Linked DNA regions of Sus scrofa: region 1 is linked to region 2. The links are chromatin contacts, called in public HiChIP or PLAC-seq maps. All regions are on one chromosome and are shown on one strand. Each heading gives the region's core, a stretch centred on a gene start, on an enhancer-like site or on the middle of the called end of the contact. The rest is flanking DNA. Distances are from core to core; before and after follow the strand shown. Region 1 overlaps HERC3 (probable E3 ubiquitin-protein ligase HERC3). Region 2 overlaps FAM13A (protein FAM13A).

Region 1 (6,633 bases), core at 3,446-5,945, 160 kb after region 2:
AGGAATCCACTGGCAGTTTTATCTGATGACATGCTGGCTGTTCTGCGTGTTCATCTGACAGAAGGAGGGGGGGGAATTCTCATAAAAATGAGTAAGAAAAAATAATCAATGGCTGCCCGTCGAGACTGTGATAAGATCGCTGCTGCTTCATCAACACGGTTTAAAGAAAAGCCAGGAAGGTGCTTAGAGGAAGAGAGTGAAGGGCTCACCTTGAGAGGCTTTTTCAGATCGATGTCAGAATGGATGCTCAGCTCTCGCAGGGCGTCCCCAACAAGGTTGTTCCTGCGCACGTGAAGGACCAGGAAGGGGCTTCTGGCCAGCAGAGGCTCCAGGGTGAGAAGCATGAAGACATTCTGCAGGTTGGCCCCGTTGACCGCCACCTGCAACAGCGCAGCCGAGAGCTCGGTTACCCCTCGGAGCGCACCTGCGCGTGGGGACAGCAGCCCGCCGTGCCTGCCGCCCAGGGCGGGTGTGCGGCAGGCTGACCGCTTCGCCAGCTACTGGACCTTTCCAGCAGATCTTCTCAGCTACTCCTGTTTACAAAACACACACACATCTTTCTACTCTGAACCCAAAGAGAGTAACGGAGACCCTCTGGAAACCATATGATCCATAACGCGTTTCGGGAAAACGGTTTAGACCAAGCTGAGGAAGGCAGAAATAAGATCGCAGTGGGAGAAGGTGATGACGGAGACTGGCGACAAACAGGAAAGGAAGAAAACCCTAATATCCACCTGCAGTATAGTTTCTGTCCTTGGAAAAGTGTCCGCTTTCTCTGGAAACTTTTAAATTGTCAGTATCATGGGTATACCACTGTGAAAACACAGAGCTGCAGATACAGATAAGAGCTGGAGAGAGACGAAGATGGGGAGAGGGAGGGAAGGAAGGTACAGCGCCACCAACCGTAGGGACAGGTGGATGTGGACAGCTGACTCACGAATGTCTTCGTAGGCTGGTCAAAACCAATTCTATTATACAATGAAAAGGTGTATTTAAAATAAATTAAATACACCTCTATAACTTAAGTTTCTGCTCAATGAAAAGTTACCAAGCTCCATTTAATCACCTGTCAGAGGTGAGCAAACAATGGTCCACAGACCCAGGCTAGCCTGCTGCCTGTCTGTGTACAGCTCTTGAGCTAAAAATCGTTTTTGTATTTTTTTTTTTTTTTTTTTGGTTTTTGTATTTTTAAATGGCTAAAAAAAATCATGGAGTTCCCGTTGTGGTGCAGCAGAAATGGATCCAACTAGGAACCACGAGGTTGCAGGTTCGATCCCTGGCCTTGCTCAGTGGGTTAAGGATCCAGTGTTGCGGTGAGCTGTGGTGTAGCTCACAGATGCGGCTCGGATCTGGCGTTGCTGTGGCTGTGATATAGGCTGGCAGCTACAGCTCCAATTCAACCCCTAGCCTGGGAACCTCCATATGCCACCCATTTGGCCCTAAAAAGGAGGGGGAAAAAAAATCAAAAGAGGAATATTTCACCACATGTGAAAATTACATAAAATTCAAATTTCATGCTAAAACAGAGTTGAATACTTGACACAGACTGTTCGGTCCATGAGGTCAAATATTTACTATGCGACCCTTTATTAAGACACTTGCCATGGATGCAGCTAGAGATTCTCACACTAGATGAAGTAAGTCAGAAAGAGAAAGACAAATACCATAACATCACTATTATGTGGAATCTAAAATATGGCACAAGTGATCCTGTCTATAAAACAGAAACAGACCCATGGACAGAGAACAGACTTGCAGTTGCCAAGCAGGAGGGAGTGGGACGGACTGGGATTTTGGGTTTAGTAGACACAGACTATTACAGTTAAATGGACAAGTGGAGTTCCCATGGTGGCGCAGTGGTTAAGGAATCCGACTAGGAACCATGAGGTTGCGGGTTCGGTCCCTGCCCTTGCTCAGTGGGTTAACGATCCGGCAACGCCGTGAGCTGTGGTGTAGGTTGCAGACGCGGCTCGGAGCCCGCATTGCTGTGGCTCTGGTGTAGACTGGCGGCTACAGCTCCAATTCGGCCCCTAGCCTGGGAACCTCCACATGCCGCGGGCGCAGCCCTAGAAAAGGCAAAAAGACAAAAAAATAAAAATAAAATGGATAAGCAATGAGGTCCTAACTGCACAGCACAGGGAACTATATCCAGTCTCTTGGAAAAAAACATGATGGGAGATAATGTAAGAAAAGAAATGGATATAGATGTATGACTGGGTCACTTTGCTGTAGAGCAGACATTGGCACAACACTGTAAATCAATTATACTCTAATAAAATTTTTTTTAAAGGAGACACTTGCCAACCCTCAGTTTATGTAAATGCGCATTCACATATACATGTTATATTCAATATAAAATTGCTGAAAACATTTCTAATAGTTCTAAAAGTAACAATGGAACTTCATCTAAATAAACTTTCTCCTATTTTCTCCTAGGAAAAATTATACCTGAATGTGTAAGATGAAAGAAACCTCGCAAGAAAACAATTTTTAAAATATGTTACCTGCATCTGCAGTTCAGCATCAGTCTGTAACATTTTGGTCTTGGCTTGGGCATCAAAGATGAAAGGGTAGGAACAGAGTGTTACAGTATCCTAGAATAAAACATTTTATTGGCAATATTATAGTTCCAGAGAGAATGCTGCTGGAAAAACACATAAATAAATTTTTAAAAGGATCATTTACCTGTATTATAGATGGTCTAGCTTTCTGCGTAAAGAAAAATAAAAAGTCTCTTAGTTGGACTGCAAAACTGGAACTTTTTACCCCTTACAAATAAAAACAAAGAACAAAACCAGATACCCTATCTGACCATGTGGCCATGGAACTAACACCGTTTGAACAGCTGACTGGAGTCTGGATGGAATACACCAGAGACGCTGATGGACACAGACTGAGAAAAACACTAAAAACGATTTTTTAAAAAATTTTAAAGGAGCTTTATAAGTCATTTCACTAACTCCGTGTTTTACAGCGTTAACAGAATTCTCATTTCTAAGAAATCTCATCCCAAAACAGGAGCTTTACAACCAAGACTTCAGAGGTTAATTTTGCTGAGCAAAGTGGATACTGCAAGTTTCATGTGTCAAGATGTTTAGCCTTCTTCACAAACACACCCAGTTACTCTTGGGAGAAACCAGGTATTTAGAAAACTGTCCCTAATTAGGCACCTACACCAATGTTTGGCCTACAGAAGACATTCCATCAATTCATGGAAGAAGTCTGAATAAATTTTGAGGACACTAACAGGACAGGTGTACTTCATTCTACTCCACGTTACTGCATTTCACAGACACCACATGGGTGTGTCTGCTTGTTTTACAAATGGAAAGTTTTGTGGCAATCCGGAGTCTTGCAAGTGTATCAATGCCATTTTTCCAATAGAAGTCTCTGTGTCACATTTTGGTAATTCTCCCCAAATTTCAAACCTTCTCATTATTATTACATTTGTTATGGTCTGTGACCAGTGATCTTGGTGTTACTACTGCAAAAAGATTATGACTTGCTGAAGGCTAAGGTGATGGTGAGAATTTTTTATCAACAAAGTATTTTTAATTAAGGTTTGTACTTTGTTTTTTAAACATAATGCTCCTGCACACCTAACAGACTACAGCATGGTATAAACATAACTTTTATAGGTATTGGGAAACCAAAAAAATTCATATGACTTGCATTATTGCCATATTTGCTTTATTGTGGAGGTGCAGAACCAAACTCAAAACATTTCACAACCATAAACGTATCTAAGAGGTACGTTAGTTTCATTTATCAGGAGAAAAAAAGAACTCTCTCCTGAAAGGCTTTGTTAAGTTAATAAATAATGTCTGCTACATAACCTAACAGAAACAAACAAAAAATCAATGGTACAGATCACACTGACCCGTAGCAGAATATCTCAAGCAGAAAACGATGTGTTTATTCCCAGAGGTGTGAGAGTGCGCCACGATTTTTTTTTTTTTTTTTTTAGGGCCACACCTGTGCCACATGGTAGTTCCCAGGTGAGGAGTCCAATTGGAGCTACAGCCACTGGCCTGTGCCGCAGCTGCAGCCACGCCAGATCTGAGCCATGTCTGCAACCTACACCACAGCTCATGGCAATGCCAGATCCCTGACCCACGGAACAGGGCCAGGGATTGAACCCACATCCTCATGGATACTAGTCAGGTTCATTATTGCTGAGCCACAACAGGAACTCCCTCCATGCATTTGTTTTTTAATTTCTGTGGGTTTTTTTTTTTATGGTATTCTAAACAAAATAAAAATACATTCTGAATGGCTTCCTTCTGATGGTGTGTTGCATATAATTTGCATTTTTTGTGTGTGTGTCTTTTTTTTCTTTTCAGGGCTGCACCCACAGCATATGGAGGTTCCCAGGCTAGGAGTTGAATCAGAGCTGTAGCTGCCGGCCTACACCACAGCCACAGCAACGCTGGATCCTTAACCCACTGAGCAAGGCCAGGGATCAAACCCGTTTCCTCATGGATTCTAGTTGGGTTTGTTAACCACTGAGCCACGAGGGGAACTCCTGCATTTATTTTAATGACTGCACTGGTGCTGCGTTATACTGAACTGTCCAAGGGTAATAAGCGAAGAGGGAAAGCAGACTTCTTTGTAAGTGATGCATTTGCGCCCAGGAAAAGGCTGGAGCAGCCCTGGCTCACTGCTTGAATGAAGTTTAACAGCAGCTCAAAGGACAAAAGCGAGCTGAGTCACCCCAGGGCGCGCAGCCTCGGGGCTCAAGTCCCCAGGCCTGGCTGCAGGCAGTCCTGACGGCAGCGCAAATGCGGTCTGGTTTCAGGCCAAATCAGTGAGGCTAACTGGTGTTTTGCTGATTTTGGACTTTTGTTCGTATTTAATGTGTAAACTTGGTTTGGGTTTATAATGTTTAAAAGCTCTATGGAGAGCAAGTGTATACCTACCTCCTTTTGGGTTTGTGACTATTTCCATGGCATCATTTTAGAGCAATTTGAATTAAAATCCACCCTTTATCCTTTAGAAACAGGCTCCGTCAGGGATCTTGGACCATTGCCCTGGACTGAGAAACGCCAACTGGAGAGAGGATTCCAGTGCAGGGAGACGAGGCATGAACTCCTGCACCTAAAACCCAAGCTGACTGGACTCATTCTCAGGCCCACTTCCCCAATTACTAGAATTCTGGAACTGAAATCACTAGAATAAACACACACGCACACACACAACACCCCACCACAGCACCCTGGCTTCTGCCCTAGGTCCCTACAGAAGGTACGCGTGTCCTGGGAAAGCGTGTTTAAGACTGGTGCCAATATCCAGAATTTTCGAATCTTCTCAGCAGAGATTTTATTCTAAGCATCATTTGCCTACCCTCAAGGCAAATCAAAGACCTTTATAACGTGTGTTGGTTTGTACAGCAAGATAAAGCTTTGAATGCTTCCAATGTAAGAATGATTATGGGAGATGTGACAACAGTGGCGGTACAAACAGCTGCGGGCATTAATTACAACGTCCCAGTGTACAGTGGGCCCTCCTGACCCACAGGGTCCACATCTGCAGAGTCATCAACCTCAGATGGAAAATACCGGGTGGGGGGGGACTTCCAGAAACTTCCAGAGAGCAACACTTGAATCTGCCACACACGGGCAACGATGTCCATAGCATTTACACTGCATTAGGCATGATAAGTAATCAAGAGACCCTTAAAGTATATGAAAGGATGCAGGCAGGTTGTATGCAAATGCGACACCACTGCGGATGAGAGACTTGAGTGTGGAGAATTCTGCATGCGGGTCCGGGCTCAAGGAACCAACCCCCCGTGGACCTAGCAGCCTTAAATACTGGTGATTTGATTGGTGCAATACAGTGATTTCAGACTGTATTTCTCGGCTCTCCCCAGTTCTGCAACTCCCTCCGAGCCCCCTCTCCTTGCAACGCCCACCACCAGCCCCCCCGACCCCTTTACCGCTCCCCTTCTGCAGCTCGTAGTCCTCCCATCACCCCCTGCCGGACCCCGACCCCACCCCTGAAAGAGGGCGCTCTGGGAGGCAGGCTGATCTCTGCTCTGGAGAAGGAGAGAGGGAAGAGGAGGTAGGGTCACCGGATGACGAAGTCGGCTGGAAAGAAACCCAGCTGGGAACCAGAGCCAAGGCCAGAGGATGGGGGTCCAGGAGACTCCGGCCCCAGGGGAGGACTGCGGCGCCGGCTCTGGGAAGGTGAAGAAGGCAAGGGTGTTCAGAAAAAGACGCAGCAGACCTGTTTCAAAGTCTATTTTTAGGTCTATAATTTTTTTTGACAAGTCTATGGGGCTTTGATTTGAAATATAAGAATTTCATTTCACTGATTTCTATTTTGTAGATGCTAATTTTTTTTTTTTAATTTGCTTTTTTTTTTTCAGGGCTGTACCTGTGGCATGTGGAAGCTCCCAGGCTAGGGGTTGAATCGGAGCTACAGCTGCCAGCCTACACCACAGCCACAGCCACGCAGGATCCGAGGTGTGTCTGTGACCCACACCACAGCTCATGGCAACGCCGGATCCTTAATTGGCTAAGCGAGGCCAGGGATCAAACCTCATGGTTCCTAGTCAGTTTCCGCTGCACCACAACGGTAACTCCAGATGCTAAACACTTTAGAAATGATATTAATACTGGCATTTTCGCA
Region 2 (6,621 bases), core at 2,018-4,517:
ATCCTATTTGGAGGTGAGACCTTTGGGAGGTAATTAGGTTTGGATGAGGTCATGGAGCTCCCATGATGGGATGGTGCCCTTACAGGGCGGTGAAGGGAACAGCACATTCTCCCCCCCACCCACCCCCACCCCTGTGGGAGGTACAGCAAGAAGGTGGCAGTCTGCAAGCCAGGGAGACCTCTCGGCAGCACCTGACCATGCTGGCACCCTGGTCTCAGACTTCCAGTCCCTCCAACTGTGCGAAATAAATGTTCCCATTGCTTAAGCCACCCAACCTGTGGTATCGTGTTCTCATAGCCCAGACTGAATCTAAGCAACCCTCAAGCTCGCATCGCAGCTCTAGGCAGCCACGTTCAGTCTCTATGGATTTGCCTCTTCTGGACACTACATTATAACGTTGCACAGATCATCAAGAAACCAGATGTGGAAACTGATTTTATTTCCTGCATTAAAAAAAAAGATATATTGGTAGGGGAAAATGGGGAAAAGGGTTATAAAAAAAATAATAATAATAATAGGAAGCCCTAGGAGTCGATTTTTTAAATTAAGTTATCCAAGTAAAGAATAAAAATAGTGCTCAGAGAGGGGAGAGACCCAGGATACTTTTTATAAAACCTACAAGGTTTAGGGTCAGGAAAACATGGTATCTTGTCATCAAATGTAAGAATAAACATCGGAAAACTCAAACTGAATGGAAATAAGAACAAAGAACTGAACTGCTTTTCTCGGATCACGTGGAATGGAACCAGAGTGCTAGGAAAAGTTCAGAAGCATTTAGAAAAAGCGAACGACGACGCATCCGTGATTTTGCTGCCTGGGAAAGGACAATGGGAAGAAATGTAACATCACTGGCCAGGTACACATCACCTCTGCACCTGAAATCAGGAGCCCGAGCCAGCCAGCGGAGACCATTGATAAACTGTGTTTGTTGTGGTTTTGTAGGACTGTCGTTCACTTTTCAACTCCTTAACTCGGTGAAAACGCAAGTGTTCCCCCCAACTCAGTTCCTCTAGTGGCCCCTGCCCAGCAGCCCCACTAAATCCACAGCGCTCCCCACGCATCTCCTCCTGCCTCCACATAGCCCCTTCCTTTGCTGGCAAGTTCTTCTCTTGTCCGTTACCTTTCTCCTAATAATGCCCCCAGGGTCACCCACGTCCCCGAAGCTCACCTACCCTGCCTGTTGGGCACCACGCTTCGGAGTGTAAGGGCCCTGGCTTCCACAGACCTGCCGTTGAATCTCCACCCTGCCTGGCCCCGTGACCTTGAACCAGTTGCTTAACCTAAGACGTATTTTTCTTATCGGAAACCTCTGATGAGTAATATGCCTTCCTCCAAAGACGTCACAGGGGACTGACTGAGATACTGTGCATGAAGCTCTTAGCCCAAAGCCGGGCTTGTTAGGGTCAGCGCTCAGTACATGGTAGCCGTGGACCCCCGTTTTCATCATTCTGATCAGATGTCATGTTTCCTAGGAACTCTGGGAAGGCTGAGCCCCTGTCTTAACAGCCTGTGTATCTCCAGCACCTGTCACGGGCTCCGATGAGTAGTGGACCCTCCAACAAGGCCGAGGGAGCACCTGCACGTGGTGATGCATGTTCCATCGTGGGCAGACATCACCCTGTGGTTGCCCATCCTCCCAAAAACCCGTGTAAAGTCACGGCAGTGTAGAAGCAAGTGCTGGCCTCATCTTTCTGTGCAGAGCCCTCCTCTGGCAGAGGGAGGGTTTCTTGGGGGGAAGGTGACCGGGTCAGGTGCATCGCTTTCTGCACATTTTTGTCTGCCTGAAGAAATCCACATTCCGAGTTTAGGGACTTAGGAAAGTATATATCTGTTAAATAAAAACGATATTAACAAGCCATTAAGAATGTTATAATGAAGGTAATGAGGGAAAGAAGTTGGTAAAAATGGTTTACCATTTCCTTCTTCCCTTCTGCAGGTGTCTCCATGTTATATGTGTTACATTTTATCGAAGTATAGTTGATTTACTTGTTATGATCATCTCTGCAGATGCATGTCCATTTCTCAGATGCTTTTCCTAAATAGAATATCGCAGTATGTCAGATAAGGGTTCTGGGGGCTACACAGCATGTCCCTGCTGGCCCATCATTACATGTACCTCGGTGTGCAGAGGCCAATCAATCCCAAACCCCCAGTCCATCCCTCCCAGCCCCCACCTGTGCCCTCTGGTAACTCTAAGTGTGTTGTCAAAGTCTATGAGTCTATTTCTGATGGGGTTTTGTTTTTTTGTTTGTCTTAGCAACTAAAGTTTAGAAAACATTTTAACTTGGCTTGCTAATTTTCTAAAAATGTTCTCTCAATCCGCTAAGATCAACCCCCCAAAAAAGAAAGTTGCTGTATTTTACATTCGAAATGACTGCCTCCCTAAGGTGCTCTTTCTATGTCTATAATAATGATAAACAGCACCTCTGAGCAAGAATCCCCAAGACAAGTGAAAGCTTCCAGCTGCCTTGAAAATAGTTCTGTGACTGAACCAAGAATTTCTTTAAGCTCCACACAAACCTTTGGGCTTGCAATGAAGTGAAATAATTTTCTTTTCCTGCTCTCAAGCCAGAACAAACAGATAAAGCGTGTGACGGGGCCCTATTCAAACAAGGCCTTGCCCGGACATACCCTTTCCTGGGTTCACTGTACCCTGCAGAAAGTACAGTGTTTCTATCACTGGCACAATGGCAGAGCTCCCGCCTCTAACTGTGCAGTTTGGAGAAAATCATTTTGCTTTTCTAAACAAGGATGGGAGAAGCCCCATAGCACACTTGCAGTTCCGTTCAGTTTTGAGTAGCAGAGAACAAGATCACTTGAAATAATCAACATACGGATATCTGAGCGGGCTTCTAGCTGGCAAAATTCACTTTGCAAATTAGAAACCGTGCCTGTTGTCAAAATAGGCAATCACACACTAGTGTCAGCACTCAGCATGGTCTTGATGATGCTAATTTTATTCCACAGCCACTGACTGAGCACCCGGAATGTTCTAGGTACCTTGCTAGGTGACGGGGGGGCGGGGGGGCGGGGGACAGATCCAGGAGGTGAGGCAGGCATCAGAAGTCGGGAATCTCAGTGCCAGTGCCGTGTGCTAAGCACTGGCTCGTGGCTGTCAACCGAGTGTTCAGAGCCTGGCGGGAGAAAGGCGCGCCCCTTCTCAGTGTCCCAGACCAGATGACATCTGAGCTGAGAGATGAAGTATTTACCAGGCAGAAAGAGGTGGAGGAAGCATTTAAGATCGAGGGAACAGCACGTACAGACGGAGTTACGCAAGTGCAGGGAGAGGCCGACCGCGGCGCACTGCCCTGAGCTGGAGGACTCTTGTGTGCCGGGTTTAGACATCTGGGTTTTACCCCAGAGACAGAGGGGACGCAGGAGAGGCTTTTAGGTTTGGACAATAAACCTGATGGGAGTGAGTACTGAGGATAAACGGCTCTAAGTGGCGGGGAAACAGAGCATTGTACCCGTGAGAGACATATCGAGACAGTGGAAGTGGAAAGATCAGATTCAGGAGACTTGTCTCTTTCTGAGATGCAGTCAGTACGGTTTGGTGATTGACCACGTGGAGGGATGACAGATAAACTCTTGTTAAGAACAGTTGACCTGTTAAGGCAAATGAAATACTATAACAGGAATGAATATTCTGCCCCGTGACTTCTAAACATCTCCAGCCAGGATCCCCTATGAGACTGTGGGCCGTGTGCCAGCCCATGGGTGATAATGGACCCTCTGACCCTCTCGCTGTAGTGAGAGATGCGAAAGAGACAGAAGGTAAGGCACCCCCCCCATCCCTGCTCAGAAACTTTGTTCCCCTTGCCTGACAGGCGCACACCTTCACCTCCTCCAGTTCCCTAGAGATTGAAAGGTGTTTATCAGAAGGGCGTCCAGGGATGGAACTAGCTGGGTAGAGGGAGTGAAAGAATAAGATGCTCCCAAGGTCCCTCCAAGTATATAATTCTTTGAATCAGAAAGACACTGAGGAGTTCCCACTGTGGCCCAGAGGGTTAAGAACCCAACCTAATAATGCATAGTGTCCATGAGGATGCGAATTCAATCCCTGGCCTTATTCGGTGAGTTAAGGACCTGGCGTTGCCGCAAACTGGAGTGTAGGTTGAAAATGCAGCTCCAATCCAGTGTTGCTGTGGCTCTGGTGTAGGCTGGCAGCTGCAGCTCCGACTTGACCCCAAAGCCTGGGAACAGCCATAAACCACAGGTGTGGCTGGAAAAACAATCAAAGACAGACAATGCAGGTGATAAAGAATGTCACGGGGTAATCCAAAGAGACCATGTGTCCCTGCGTCGTCTTCTTGACACCATCCTGTGGCACGAGCAGGCCAAGCATATTTAAAAGAGACCTGGAATCCTCCATCAGCTTCCTGACGGTCATCTATCTGCGGCTACATCCTCACGGCCACCGCTGTGCGTACCTGGACCCGCTTCCTCTCTCATTTTCTCTGCCATCCAGGCTCAACAAAATCTGCACTTCAGTGGCCCAGAGCTGGTCCTGCCCGTGGAGCGGAGAAGGGAAGAGTGTTTTCTCTCTGTCCTGTGAGAGCATAGATCTCCAGCCAGCCAGCCGTATTCCTTGAGTGTTAATTATGCATCAAGCAAGGAGGATGTGTTTTCGTGACCTATTCGTGGTCATAAAACCAACTGAGCAAAATGTGACCAGTATTTTATATAACTTTATCTAAGTGAAATAGAACAAAATGGAAAATATCCAAAGTGAGAATAATTTCATGGAATGTGCATCCCTCTTATGTGCATTTATCAGTATGTAAAATGTCTTTCTCTCTGGATCATGGCCCAAAGTTTTTCAAGACACTCTGTCTGAACTGCTTATTGAGGATAGTTTGTTGGAATGAGAGGTTAGTACAGGCCTGGAAATCACATCCCCGTGTCAGGATGGGACATCCGTTCTAGTCTTAGCATCTCTACAAATGAACTCTCAGAGCACAGCCTTTTTGTAAGAGGGAGACGCTTTGGTTAGGCAGGCTCTTCACTCTGGGTTTGGAGGAAAAAAACTTTTTTCCTTCTTAAGGCCGCACTTGTGGCACATGGACGTTCCAGGCTCCAGGTTGAATTGGAGCTGCAGCTGTGGCCTATACCACAGTGACACCAACCTATGCCACAGCTTTCGGCAAAGCCAGATCCTTAACCCGTTGAGCCAAGCGAAGAATCCAACCCTCATCTTCCCGGACACTGTGTCAGGTTCTTAAGCTGCTGAGCCACAGCGGGAACTCCAAAAAAATAAGTTTTAATAGATGTGTTAGTTTCGTAGCACCGCTATAACAAAGGGCCACAAATGGGGAGCCTAGAACAATAGAAAGGTATCATCTCGTCTCAGCGTTCTGGAGACCAGAAGTGCCAACTTAATACGTAGGTGGGGCGGTGCTGCCTCTGAAGATGCCGGGGAATCAGCTGTCCCAGCATCTCTCTTTGCGTCTGGTGGGTCCTGGACTTGAGACAGCGCAACGCCAGTCTGTACGTGGCACATTCCCTGCGTGCATGTCCCCTCTGTCCAGATACCCTCCCTTTATAGGGCGCCGGTCATACCGAATCAGGGCCACTCCAGTGACTTCACCACTCCATAGACCCTGTTTTCAAATATGGTCACATTCTGAGTTTCTGGGAGCTAGGGTTCAAACATATCTTTTCGAGGCAACACAATTCAGTCCATAAGAATCTATTTCCTATTTCCACTAAGCAATCAAGAAAATGGTAGACTATTTTCCTGTCTTAATTGGGGCGGGGGGAAGTGCTCAAATTTTTGAAATCTATTTGTTTTGCTTTCAAAGCCCAGGACCTCTTCAGATGCGCTGAAATCTCTTGTCCTGCGAACATGGACCGCTTCAGTCCTTGGCGTTGAGACTTTGGTCAGGAAAATCTATTTGCTCTTGAACTTCAGTTCGTCTTTATTTCTGCCGGCTAAGCGTTGCCTTCTCAGTTACAACATCCGAGTAATAAAACTGTGAACAAAGTTGCTTGGGTGTGTCATCAAAAACATCTACAAAAATGTCCGCCTTCACATTACAGTGGCACTCGGCTACAAACGGATCTGAAAACGTTCACGTTTGTTTTCCAAAAGGAAGGGGGAGAAGGTTTTTTGCCATTTTCTTGAACGGGGCTGAACCAAACATCTGAGTGGCAAAGAGCCAGCTGCTACATCACACACACACACACACACACACACACACACACACCACCGAGCCAGCTACTACATCACACACACACACACACACACACACACACACACACCACCCGCCCCCCGGAGAGGGCGATAAATGTTATAAACAGAGGTTCTACATGCTCGTGCCTGAGACTGTGGATAACTGAAAATGCTCAAGGGTGGTGGCCCTTTATATTTTGCAGAGGAAGGAAGGAAAGGGAAGGCGCGAATTTCGCTCACCTCATCATTCTTGAAGAAAACTTACCTAAGAAAATTCTTCTTCTTAACACCTGCTGTTGCAGCACGAGGGAAAAATCTGAGTTCCAGAAAAAATGTTTACTTAATTCTTTTCATTTGGTCCTTTCCCTTGTCCCTCCCTCTCTCTCTCTCTCTCCCACCTTTGCTCTTTGTGCTTTTCTCACCACCAAGAGATGGTTTTTCTAGTTTTT

Evidence for each region. HiChIP or PLAC-seq counts read pairs in DNA pulled down with a chosen protein or histone mark.
Region 1: an H3K27ac HiChIP or PLAC-seq map of skeletal muscle shows a contact between it and region 2, with 4 times the contacts expected there. The contact joins two enhancer-like sites. A contact is called at or near these places in 2 of 47 Hi-C or Micro-C datasets (embryonic fibroblasts and skeletal muscle) and 1 of 2 datasets of contacts at active chromatin or transcription factors (skeletal muscle).

What each region holds. Positions count from the first base shown.
Region 1 is chr8:130,383,021-130,389,653 of Sscrofa11.1, forward strand. It overlaps HERC3 (probable E3 ubiquitin-protein ligase HERC3), which reads right to left. Exons shown (of 25, transcript XM_021100756.1): 16 at 2,686-2,709; 17 at 2,505-2,594; 18 at 210-380. Among named protein-coding and RNA genes, the nearest start is that of NAP1L5, 22 kb to the left of the region's middle. Within about 2 kb of position 4,696, at least 18 of the 83 cell types and tissues checked have an H3K27ac peak or open chromatin away from gene starts, as enhancers often do. A contact at or near this core is called in skeletal muscle, where this site is marked.
Region 2 is chr8:130,227,389-130,234,009 of Sscrofa11.1, forward strand. The region is part of intron 8 of FAM13A (protein FAM13A); the gene reads left to right. Among named protein-coding and RNA genes, the nearest start is that of NAP1L5, 130 kb to the right of the region's middle. Within about 2 kb of position 3,268, at least 23 of the 83 cell types and tissues checked have an H3K27ac peak or open chromatin away from gene starts, as enhancers often do. A contact at or near this core is called in skeletal muscle, where this site is marked.